Regions from separate parts of the Mus musculus genome. Here region 2 is linked to region 1. Evidence: chromatin contacts called from public HiChIP or PLAC-seq data. All regions are on one chromosome and are shown on one strand. Each heading gives the region's core, a stretch centred on a gene start, on an enhancer-like site or on the middle of the called end of the contact. The rest is flanking DNA. Distances are from core to core; before and after follow the strand shown. Region 1 overlaps Tnfrsf1a (tumor necrosis factor receptor superfamily, member 1a). Region 2 has its middle 3.5 kb from the start of Gm33144.

Region 1 (5,251 bases), core at 734-3,233:
GAGAGAAAGTGAGTGCGTCCCTTGCAGCCAGTGAGTATCTGCCAAGTGCTTGGGGTTCAGGGGTGGGTGAGCAGCTGTGGCTGAGGGGCCCCAGCAGGGTCAAAGGTGGGATCCTACAGCCGGATGAGCAGAAGACACTACAAGACATCAGACAGCCCTTTCCCTTTCTCCAGGACGTTAGGGGATAAGCAATAGGGCTTAGCGGGTAAAGCGCTTGCAGCAAACGTCTGGCAACCTGAGTTCAAGCTCTGGAACCCCGTCTTGTAAAGGTGACAGGAGAGAATATCAGGTGCACAACGTCATCCTCTGACTGCCACACACACGTGCTATAGCTCGCATGCCTCTTCAGTGCTGGGCAGTTAGATCCGAGCGCGCTGTTCTTGACTGCACTCTGGTGCATCTTACTGTTGATGGTATCTTAGGTTTGGCTCGCACAAGCTCTACCGCTGGGGATCCCTTCTTCCCAGGCTCCCTGACAGACTTCCTCATTCCTGTGGCTCCGCATGGGCTGCTCTTATACATTTGCTTCCAGAGAAGACTCTCATAGTTGACCTGACTTGGGGGTTAAATCCCAACTTACCTTTTTCCTGGCTCTGCAACCTTGGGCAAGTTCTTACCTCTCTACGCCTTATGTTTCTTAACCTTTAGGGTAAGGAGAGTGGGGGTGGAGATGTGGATCAACGGTAGAGCACTGGCCTAGCGTATTGGAGGCTCTGGGTTAGATCCCCAAAACAGACAGCTAAACCAACAATCTATAGGACTGTCTGAACCAAAGCTGTCTACTTTCTATTTTTTTTTCCACGCAGTTTCATCTCAAAAGAGCTCATGTGCCCATGTGTTCACCCTGTCATGAGGTAGACAAAACCTCCTTTCCCTGTTCTGCTGAGAACGCATGTTCCTCTGCCGTCCCCCTGCCCCCACCCAGTGTAGTTTTCTCATCCCCTCTGCCCTGTGACAGCTCTCAATGGCTGCCCCAATGAGAGACATCCTAAAACCTCCCGTGCCCTTGAGGCCTGCCGTCTCCAAAGTCAAGTGCTGTAAGCAGCCGGACCATTGGCTGGGAAGCCCTCCAGCGTCTCATATGAGTCCTCTTTCTGGGCACGCGGCTTCATCAGCTTAAAGCAAAGACCGGCTGGTTTCATTCAGCTCCTGGTGGTTGGCGTTGCTGCTTTAGAGTCAGTGCTGAGGCAGGGGCATCATGATCAGAGCATACTGTGCAAGCACAGTAGCTCACCTCGCAGCCCCTGAGAGGCCAAAGGAAAGGGTGTGGAGAGGGGTCAAAAGTGAGCCCTCAGGGACCTAACTTATACTAGTCCCCATGTCCCAGTATGCTGGGACCAAGCCTTCAACACATGGACCCAGCAGGACATTTCAGATCCATGCCCTACCGGCAAACACAATGATAAACCCAGTCTACTACAGCTGCCGTCTACCGTGCCATGTCAGGGCCAAGTACTTGATCCCAGAAGGAGGTGTCATGAGCGCCATGAGATGCTGGACCAGAAAAGTGAAGTGACTTATTTCTGTCATGTTGCCAGTCAATGACTGGAATGGAATTTTTACTCTTGACTATAAAGGCCTTTTAAATTTTATTTTTAAAATACTGATTGATTGTTGAATCCGGGCTCTTCGCATGCTATTCACGTGCTCTACCATGGAGCCAAAATACCCTCAGCCCTTCGACCGTTTGATTTTATTTCATTTCATTTTATTTATTTCTTTTTACTCAGGGTCTCACTGAGTAGCCTTGGCTGGCCTGGGACTAGGTGGACCAGGCTGGCCTTGAACTCCTAAATATCTGCCTGCTTTAGCCTCCCGACCACTGGGATGTGTCACCATGCCTGGCATTTAAAAAATACTTTAAGAATTATTTATTTTCATTCTATGTGTATGAGTGTTTTGCCAGCATGCATATATGTGTACTGTGTACATTGCTCAGTATCCTCAGAGGCCAGAAGAGGGCGTTAGATACCCTGGAACTGGAGTTACAGATGGCCGTGAGCTGCCATGTGGGGTGATGACTGTGTCAAACTCATCAAGATGGCCGACTTGCCCTCTCTCTCCCTTTCCCCTCCCTTTCCTCTCTAGTCTCTTTCTGGACAGGATCTCCTGTTGCCCAGGCTGACCCTGACCTTGCTGGGTAGCCATGGGTGGCCTTAAACCGATCCTTTCGTCACTTCCTGCCAAGTGCTGAGATCACGTGCATCCACTTCTGCTCCTGCCTGTCCACACAGCCTTCCCGGGCTCCCATCAGCTTGTAAACTGTTGTACGGTGTGGACTGTCTCGTTCTTCCCCACCAGCTCTCAAGGCGGGTTGAAGAGATAGCAAAACCATTTGCAAAGCAAAGAACTGCAGGCAGCCTTCCTGCTAACCGGTGCCTTCTCTTCTTTCAGCTGCAAGAAAAATGAGGAGTGTATGAAGTTGTGCCTACCTCCTCCGCTTGCAAATGTCACAAACCCCCAGGACTCAGGTGAGGGGGGGTGGCTTGGTGCCAGCTCACCGAGCTGGCTGGCTGACTCCATGACCTCCCTCCACCCCCACCCTTTACCCCCCAGCCCCCTAGTCTCTGCTGTGGCCTCACACTGAGCAACCTCTCTGGTCTGCAGGTACTGCGGTGCTGTTGCCCCTGGTTATCTTGCTAGGTCTTTGCCTTCTATCCTTTATCTTCATCAGTTTAATGTGCCGATATCCCCGGTGGAGGCCCGAAGTCTACTCCATCAGTAAGTAGGACTTTGGGGATATAGGGTGTTGGTGGAGATACGGGAGGGGTTCGGGTGGGCAAGTTGGAGGGAAATGAGGGGTGGCCTCTCTTCATGGTTAAGGACTCTAGGCTGAGTGGCCCTGGATGGTGGGAGGGAAGCCATACTGATATCCGTAATTCTCTTGTCCCTGGGGCCACATAGACCCTGGGGCATGACACCACAAGTCCCCAAGGTCAGCGTTGAAAGGGAAGTGAAATTCATGACACCTTGTTTCTTTGTTCTCCAGTTTGTAGGGATCCCGTGCCTGTCAAAGAGGTGAGAAGGGACGACTCCAGCTTCCCTGACTACTCCTTCCAACGCCTGATACCTAAATTACTTGGAATGAGGGCGGTGGGCTCCCTTAGCTCCTCTGTCCCCACCCCCATAAAGAATAAAGCGCCCGAAGGGAGTCCTTTTCTTTACTCCCACTAATGCTATGCTTTCTTTCTTTCAGGAGAAGGCTGGAAAGCCCCTAACTCCAGCCCCCTCCCCAGCCTTCAGCCCCACCTCCGGCTTCAACCCCACTCTGGGCTTCAGCACCCCAGGCTTTAGTTCTCCTGTCTCCAGTACCCCCATCAGCCCCATCTTCGGTCCTAGTAACTGGCACTTCATGCCACCTGTCAGTGAGGTAGTCCCAACCCAGGGAGCTGACCCTCTGCTCTACGAATCACTCTGCTCCGTGCCAGCCCCCACCTCTGTTCAGAAATGGGAAGACTCCGCCCACCCGCAACGTCCTGACAGTGAGTTGGGTTCCTGCTGGGGCATTACTCCTGGAGGGAGTCGGGCAGGGTGGAGGGCACAAAGGCAGGCTGCTGCTGGAAGTGCACGGTCCTTGTCCCCAGATGCAGACCTTGCGATTCTGTATGCTGTGGTGGATGGCGTGCCTCCAGCGCGCTGGAAGGAGTTCATGCGTTTCATGGGGCTGAGCGAGCACGAGATCGAGAGGCTGGAGATGCAGAACGGGCGCTGCCTGCGCGAGGCTCAGTACAGCATGCTGGAAGCCTGGCGGCGCCGCACGCCGCGCCACGAGGACACGCTGGAAGTAGTGGGCCTCGTGCTTTCCAAGATGAACCTGGCTGGGTGCCTGGAGAATATCCTCGAGGCTCTGAGAAATCCCGCCCCCTCGTCCACGACCCGCCTCCCGCGATAAAGCCACACCCACAACCTTAGGAAGAGGGACTTGAACTTCAAGGACCATTCTGCTAGATGCCCTACTCCCTGTGGGTGAAAAGTGGGCAAAGGTCTCTAAGGGGAAGGCTCGAGCTGGTAGCCACTTCCTTGGTGCTACCAACTTGGTGTACATAGCTTTTCTCAGCCGCCGAGGACTGCCTGAGCCAGCCACTTGTGAGTGGCAGGGAGATGTACCATCAGCTCCTGGCCAGCTGAGGGTGCCAAAGACAGGATTGTAGAGGAAAGGCACAATGTATCTGGTGCCCACTTGGGATGCACAGGGCCCAAGCCAAGCTTCTCAGGGCCTCCTCAGTGGGTTTCTGGGCCTTTTTCACTTTTGATAAGCAATCTTTGTATCAATTATATCACACTAATGGATGAACTGTGTAAGGTAAGGACAAGCATAGAAAGGCGGGGTCTCCAGCTGGAGCCCTCGACTCTTGTAAATACACTAAACGTCTAAAAATGATCGCTGACCCTGGAAAGAGTGGTCTGTGGATAGGAGAGAGTGGGCAGAGCCAGGATATGAAAAAATAGCCCGGCAAGTCCAGCCATCCTGCCAGCTAACAGTAGATTCCACCCTGTGGGTACCCATGCTTTCCGTTTCCCATCCTCATCCAGTGTTCACCAAACAACCATGTTTCTGGGCACTTTTATATAGGGCTCAGGGGTTCGTCTGTGAGACAAAATGTTCAGTTCTTGACCTCCAGGGTCCTCAGAGGTGATGCCTGGGTCAGGCTTGGTTTGAGGTGGATCCTTGAGGTAGAGTCCGGGGGAGGTGGTGGCCAGCACTCTTAGGGAGACAATTTCTCTAGGAGGTGTATCAAAGGGCCTCAGCATTCCTTATACTTCTCTGTGAAGGAAGGAAGACAAATGCATTAGGTCAAGGTCAAGCAACGAGTGGGCTGATGGGTAAAGCAGAGTACCCTCCCCTGCGTTGGTTGTTCCCTGCTCTGCACAGCCTGCCTCTTAGAACGGCCCCCCACTCCATACTGTCCTTCTGTCCCATAGTAGTTTCTGCACTTACGATGTAGACAGGGGCGTGTCCAGCTGTATGATGTGGGGGACCCTCATTCTCTGCAGCTGGGCTAGAGTCAGCCTCCGGGGCTTGCCATTCCCTGGTTCCGGTTCCGAGGCTCCATCGATCCTTTGGTTGGCCAGCTCCTCCCTGATCTCCCTGAGCATGTCCTCCCGTAGGGAGCGGGGGCGGAGTTCAGGGGATAGAAGCCCCTCATCTTCATCTGAGGACTCCCAGGGGCTTTCCCCAGCAGAGTCAGTATGAGTGGGAGAGTGGGGGAGCGGACTCCGACGTTGCGCCCTGTGTAGGGTTTCTACCACC
Region 2 (5,445 bases), core at 1,987-4,486, 180 kb after region 1:
TGTGTGTATGGGTGGTGTGTGCACGTGGACACATGCACACGTGTGCAGGTACCTGCAGAAGCCAGAAGCTTCAGAGCTCCTGAGACTGGAGTCACAGGTGCCCGTGAGCTGCCTGGTGGTGGTGGTGGTGGGCGTGCTGGGCATCAAACTCAGGTCCTACGGAAAAGCAGCAAGTGTTCTTAACTGCTGAGCCATCTCCCCAGCTTCAAGGACTATTAGTCTTAATTGTGTGTGTGTCTGTGTGTGTGTCTTCATGGGGATAGGCAGTTGTGAGCTGCTCAGTGTGGATGCTGGGAACTGAACATGGGTCCTTGGCAAGAGCACCAAACCTAGGCGTGCTCCATCTGGGTGTCCTTCAAAGGTAGGACAGACAAACAGCCATATAGTCGGTCATTTCTCCTTATCCAGTTTGTTTTCTGCAGTCTACCGGAGTTGAGACTTTAATAGAAAGTTCTAGAAATATCAGTTCCTAAGCTTTAAACAAGCTCATTATATTATTGCGATTTCTCTATTTCATTACTATTTATTATTGTTAGTTTCTTTCTCTGTGTTATGTATGTATAACTTAAATTTTATCATAGATATGTGTGTCTAGAGAATAGTAGTATTTTATTATTTTAAGGATCTATTTATTTTTCACAAAGTTCTTTGAAACGAGGTTTTGTTGTGTAACTCTGGCTGACCTGGTATTCACTATACAGCCCAGGCTGGCCTCTAAAACTCAGTCCTGCCTCAGCCTTCCTGTTGCTGGGAATATACGCGTGCACAATAGAGGCTGAAACCACAGGGTTTCTAAAGCCAGGTGGCTTGCCCTGGTGCCAAGCATCCCGTGGGGGTCTCAGAACGTACTCCTCAGGGTAAGGTGTGACCTTTATACCAACCAGACACTGGTTTACTATACAGCAGTGAAAATGGTCTGTCATCACAAATGAGCGTGAGAGTGAACCTCACTAGGTGTAACTTTGAAGGGAGGACTCAAGGAATACAGAGCCCATGTATACAGAGCACCACGCTGGCAGGACTTAACCTCAGCTGGTGGAAGTCAGGGGAGCTGACCCTGACCTGGGAACCAGAAGGGAGTCTCTGCAGAGCTGTAGTGCTTGCCTCTTAACCTGGATGCTGGGGACAGTGAACTTGAGGATGGATATTGAACTACCAGCTGATGACCTTAGGACTTTCTGTCTGAATATTGTGCATCAATACGAAGGTTTCTCACAGTGAAAAAGAGTCCTAATGGTGCTTAAAAGCACACTTGGAATTTATTTCCCCTTAATTGGATGAAGTTTCCTGAAAAACCCACGGGGCTTCCTAGAATTTTTATTAATAATTCAAGTCTCCCGGGCCACGATCCTGGCAGAACAGGATCTGTGAAGTCACTCCCACACCCCTTGTTAGGATGCTCCAGTTTTACCCTGGCTGTTGTTCTCTGTCCCAGAGCTGACTGCCTCTCCTGGCAAGTACACAGTGGCGACTCCCTCGCTGTTAATAATGAGCTGATGTATGTGACACACAGAGGCATGTGAGACAACAGGGTAGCACAGGACTGACAGCTCCAGACACTGGAAAGAGAGAATCAAATCTATAAAGAAGTCCTCTAGTTTTTATATGTAAGTTGTGGCATGCATGCAAAAGCACACGCACACACACACACACACACACACACACACACGTGAGCACACGCCACCACCACCACCACACCACCACCACCACCAAGTCCAGCATGTCATACCAACATATAGGAGGCTGAAGCAAAAAGGGTCTCAAGTTTGAAGCCAGCTTGTGTTCAAAATAGAAAATGAAATAAAGGAAGAAAGGAAGGAGAGAGGAAGAGGGGGAGAGAGGGAGGGAGAGGGAGCAATAATATATCACACCAACAAGGGGAAGATATTTGTTAAATACTTAACCTATAGAGACCTGACATCCATATTATATAAACAACTCCCACAAACCATTAAGAAGATAACCCAACTAGAAATGGGTTTATAGAAGATAGCAAAGATAAAAAACATTTTTTTTCAGAGAAAAGAAAACCAAACGGGATCAACATTCATTTATCCATAAAAGCACCTGGAAAGAGGCAGAGCCTCTGGGGTGCTGAGGAAATGAAGGGGGGCCACAGTAGGTCCATTGCATCAGGGAGCTCGGTGCTGTTTGTCTGCTACCATTGAGTGTTCATGAGGAGATACATCAATATGACCACGTGATCTGCCCTGGGATGGTCACATGATCTGCCCTGGGATGGTCACACGATCTGCCCTGGGATGGTCACATGATCTGCCCCGGGACCTATAAACTGTTGCAGTAACTTTGAGCCCAGTTGGAACCTGTGAAGCTGTCTACATGCCCTAACCTTGTGCGTTTCATGCCTCCCTGGGACAAACACTGGCACTGGAGACTGGCACCTGGTACACACAACAGCTTTGTTTATAGCAAAATAAATGCACAAAGTGGGGCTCTGTGTCCACAATGCTCAAAAACAAGTGAAGAAAATAATAAAGTTGTGGACGTAAACACAGGTAATAAAGCTACTTTTTTTTTTTTTGGTTTTTCGAGACAGGGTTTTTCTGTATAGCCCTGGCTATCCAGGAACTCACTCTGTAGACCTCGAACTCAGAAATCCGCCTGCCTCTGCCTCCCGAGTGCTGGGATTAAAGGCGTGCGCCACCACTGCCACCACTGCCACCACTGCCAGGCTCAGAAGCTACATTTTTAAAGCCAAGAAATAATAGATGTCAAGTTCAGGATAGAGGCCATGTCACTGGAGAAGGCAGCCACATGGAAGGGGAGGAGCTTAAGAGCAGACGCAGCTATGCCTACGATGCTCTAGTTCTTGTAAGCACGTATCTAGATGTCCATCTTGTTAGGATTTTCCATAATATCCATTTCTTTCTAATATAAAACTCCTAATGTATAGCGAGCCATGTGTGGTGAATCATTCAGGGGGTTTTATTGTGTTGTTTTATCATTTGAGAATTTCATACATACAAACATACATACGTACATACATACATACATACATATGTTTCTGACACGAGTAAACTCAGCCCCTCCTCTTCAATCCCTCCCCTATTTCTTCCAATTTCAAGTCCTCAGTTCTTAAACCCACTGAATCTGCTGAGGGCTGCCTGTCTGTGCACAGGCACAGGGCCAATTACTATAGCGTGGACAGCCGGCCTCCCGGGGGCTACCTCCCTACAGGAAATGAACTCGTGTGTACTCAGCAGCCATGAGTACCAATAGCTCCTCAGACTTGGGTGGGGCTTTATGAGCCCGTCTCCATCTATGCTGGGGTTTTGCCTGGCTTGACTGATCTTGTGCATAGTCAGATCCACTGTGAGTTCGTATGCAATGGCTTTGCCATATCTGTCCAACTGTTTCACTATACATGTCCGCTGCCTTGGCTCTTCTGGTATTTCTGCCTGCTCTGGGCTTTGTGGGGAAGGGATATGATCTGGACATCTGGTTCGGGGCTGAGCCCTCCACCATCCTTTTCTTTCTTTCTTTCTTTTTTTTTTTTAAGTAAATAGTAATTCTCTGGAAATTTTTACTTTTTATAACGTTACAAAATATTTTTTTGTAAAATTTTCTTCCTTCCTTCCCCTTTCTTTCTTTCTTTCTTTCTTTCTTTCTTTCTTTCTTTCTTCCTTCCTTTCTTTTAATGAATTTTGTTTGTTTGTTTCTGTTCCATTCTTTGTGTTTTGTTGGGTTTGGTCCTTAGAAAATTGGAGTCTCAGAGGCCAGGTGAAACAAGCCAGGTGGGCTGGGACCCACTGTCCCAGCAGCCACTCCCAAGACTGAGAAGGATATGGCAGGTCCTCTGCTCCTGGTGACCACACAGGGGCAGGGAGGTCCTCCATCGTAGCTTACTGTCTGCATGTTGAGCAGTTACGGGTCTCTAACAGTAACAGCAGGGAGAAGCCTCTCTCGGCTGGAGAGATGACTCAGCAGTTGAGCACTTGCTGCTCTTCGAGAGGTCCCACGTTCGGTTCCGGCATACATGTCAGGTGACTCACAGTCATCTGCCATCGCAGCTCCAAGGGATCCAACACCATCTTCTGGCTTCTGAGAACACGCGCACACAGGTTCTCACAGGCATATTTTAAGGCTTCTCTAATGAAGGTTGAGAGATGCAGTAATCTGTGGATATTATATAAAGAACTTAGAGGTCAGTTTATTCTGTGTCATTTAGCAGATTAATTAGTATTAGGTTCCTCACTGGGGTCCAGGACTTAGCCGGCCGTGTACTTGGGCCTGGTTAAGAGGGAGAAGCACGAGTGTGGAACAAACGGGCTTTGAATCTAAGCAGAGAGTGGTTGGTTACTCACATAACGTTTGTGCCAGCCTGGTGTACAGAGCGAGTTCCAGGACAACCAAGGCTACACAGAGAAACCTTGTCTCAAAAAACCAAAACCAAAACAAAACCAGAAACAAAACAAAAAATATGCTCCCCCTAACCAAACACGAAACAAAACAAAAACCAACCCGTCTGTCTGTCTGTCTGTCTATGATGCTAGTAATGGAACACAAAACCTCACTTATGCTAACCACTCTACCACTCCCAGGCCACAGTGCTATTTTTAACACACTTTCTGCTTGAAGAACTGAGCTCACTACCAGAGGAGAGAAATAATGGTGACTCACCCAGCTGTGACCCTGAGCGCTACAGTAACGACTGTCCTGGAAAGCCAAGCTCTCCAGTGCAATCGTGGCATTAACATTACGGGCATAACTAAATACTTTATGATTGGGTTTAAGGCCATTCTAGGAGATGGGACCTATAATGACAGGTCACAGGCCCAGGGGAGGACCTGCTACTATCATTCCTCTGAGTGGACATAGTATTGAAACAACTCCTAATAACTTATAGCTCTACCCAGAGATTAATGCATATCTCAACCCTCATCAGAGAAACTTCTTGCAGTAGATGGTGATTAACACAGAGGTCTATGACTGGGTATCACGAAGAGGCTAAGAGACTGTGGCGTGCTTAGCCATAAAGGAGATATCTATATCAGGCCTTTCCTCCAAGGGTCAGGGATTATCATGAAAGAGGGGATGAGAAGAGCCAGAGGTTGTGGGTGACCGCGAGGAAACTGTTTTTAATTGATAGCATGGCAGGCAGTTGCATGTATGAATTCACAGTGGTTGTGACAGCATGCACAAGTCCTGGGCGTGCTTAGGTCGGGCAAAACCCCAGCTTGGAGGAGGGAGGTGGGTATGAAGCCCATTCCTAGCTGAGGAGCTATTGGCAAGTGATAGCTGCAAAGAGAGGAGGGAGGAGAAGGGGGAGGGGGAAGGGAGGGGAGGGAGGGAGAGGGGGAGGGGCAGTTGGAGTGGGAAGGAGAGATAGAGAGATGGAGGGAGGGAGAGGGAGAGGAGGGGGAGAGGAGAGGGAGAAAGAGAGGAAGAGGGGAAGGTGAGAGAGAGAGGGGAAGAGGGAGGGGG

Evidence for each region. HiChIP or PLAC-seq counts read pairs in DNA pulled down with a chosen protein or histone mark.
Region 2: a contact with region 1 is called in an H3K4me3 HiChIP or PLAC-seq map of bone marrow-derived macrophages, with 2.8 times the contacts expected there. The contact joins two enhancer-like sites. A contact is called at or near these places in 1 of 39 promoter capture datasets (pre-B cells), 6 of 115 datasets of contacts at active chromatin or transcription factors (bone marrow-derived macrophages, double positive thymocytes, embryonic stem cells and 1 more) and 3 of 9 other capture datasets (adipose tissue, liver and pancreatic islet).

The regions. Positions count from the first base shown.
Region 1 is chr6:125,358,103-125,363,353 of GRCm38.p6, forward strand. It overlaps Tnfrsf1a (tumor necrosis factor receptor superfamily, member 1a), which reads left to right. Exons shown (of 10, transcript NM_011609.4): 5 at 1-30; 6 at 2,395-2,471; 7 at 2,608-2,721; 8 at 2,990-3,018; 9 at 3,197-3,482; 10 at 3,585-4,381. The coding sequence ends at 3,892. Plekhg6 (pleckstrin homology domain containing, family G (with RhoGef domain) member 6) reads right to left here. Exons shown (of 17, transcript NM_198604.2): 16 at 4,940-5,251; 17 at 4,549-4,765. The coding sequence ends at 4,756. Among named protein-coding and RNA genes, the nearest start is that of Tnfrsf1a, 11 kb to the left of the region's middle. Within about 2 kb of position 1,984, at least 35 of the 459 cell types and tissues checked have an H3K27ac peak or open chromatin away from gene starts, as enhancers often do. A contact at or near this core is called in bone marrow-derived macrophages, where this site is marked.
Region 2 is chr6:125,536,420-125,541,864 of GRCm38.p6, forward strand. No RefSeq gene overlaps it. Among named protein-coding and RNA genes, the nearest start is that of Gm33144, 3.5 kb to the right of the region's middle. Within about 2 kb of position 3,237, at least 13 of the 459 cell types and tissues checked have an H3K27ac peak or open chromatin away from gene starts, as enhancers often do. A contact at or near this core is called in bone marrow-derived macrophages, where this site is marked.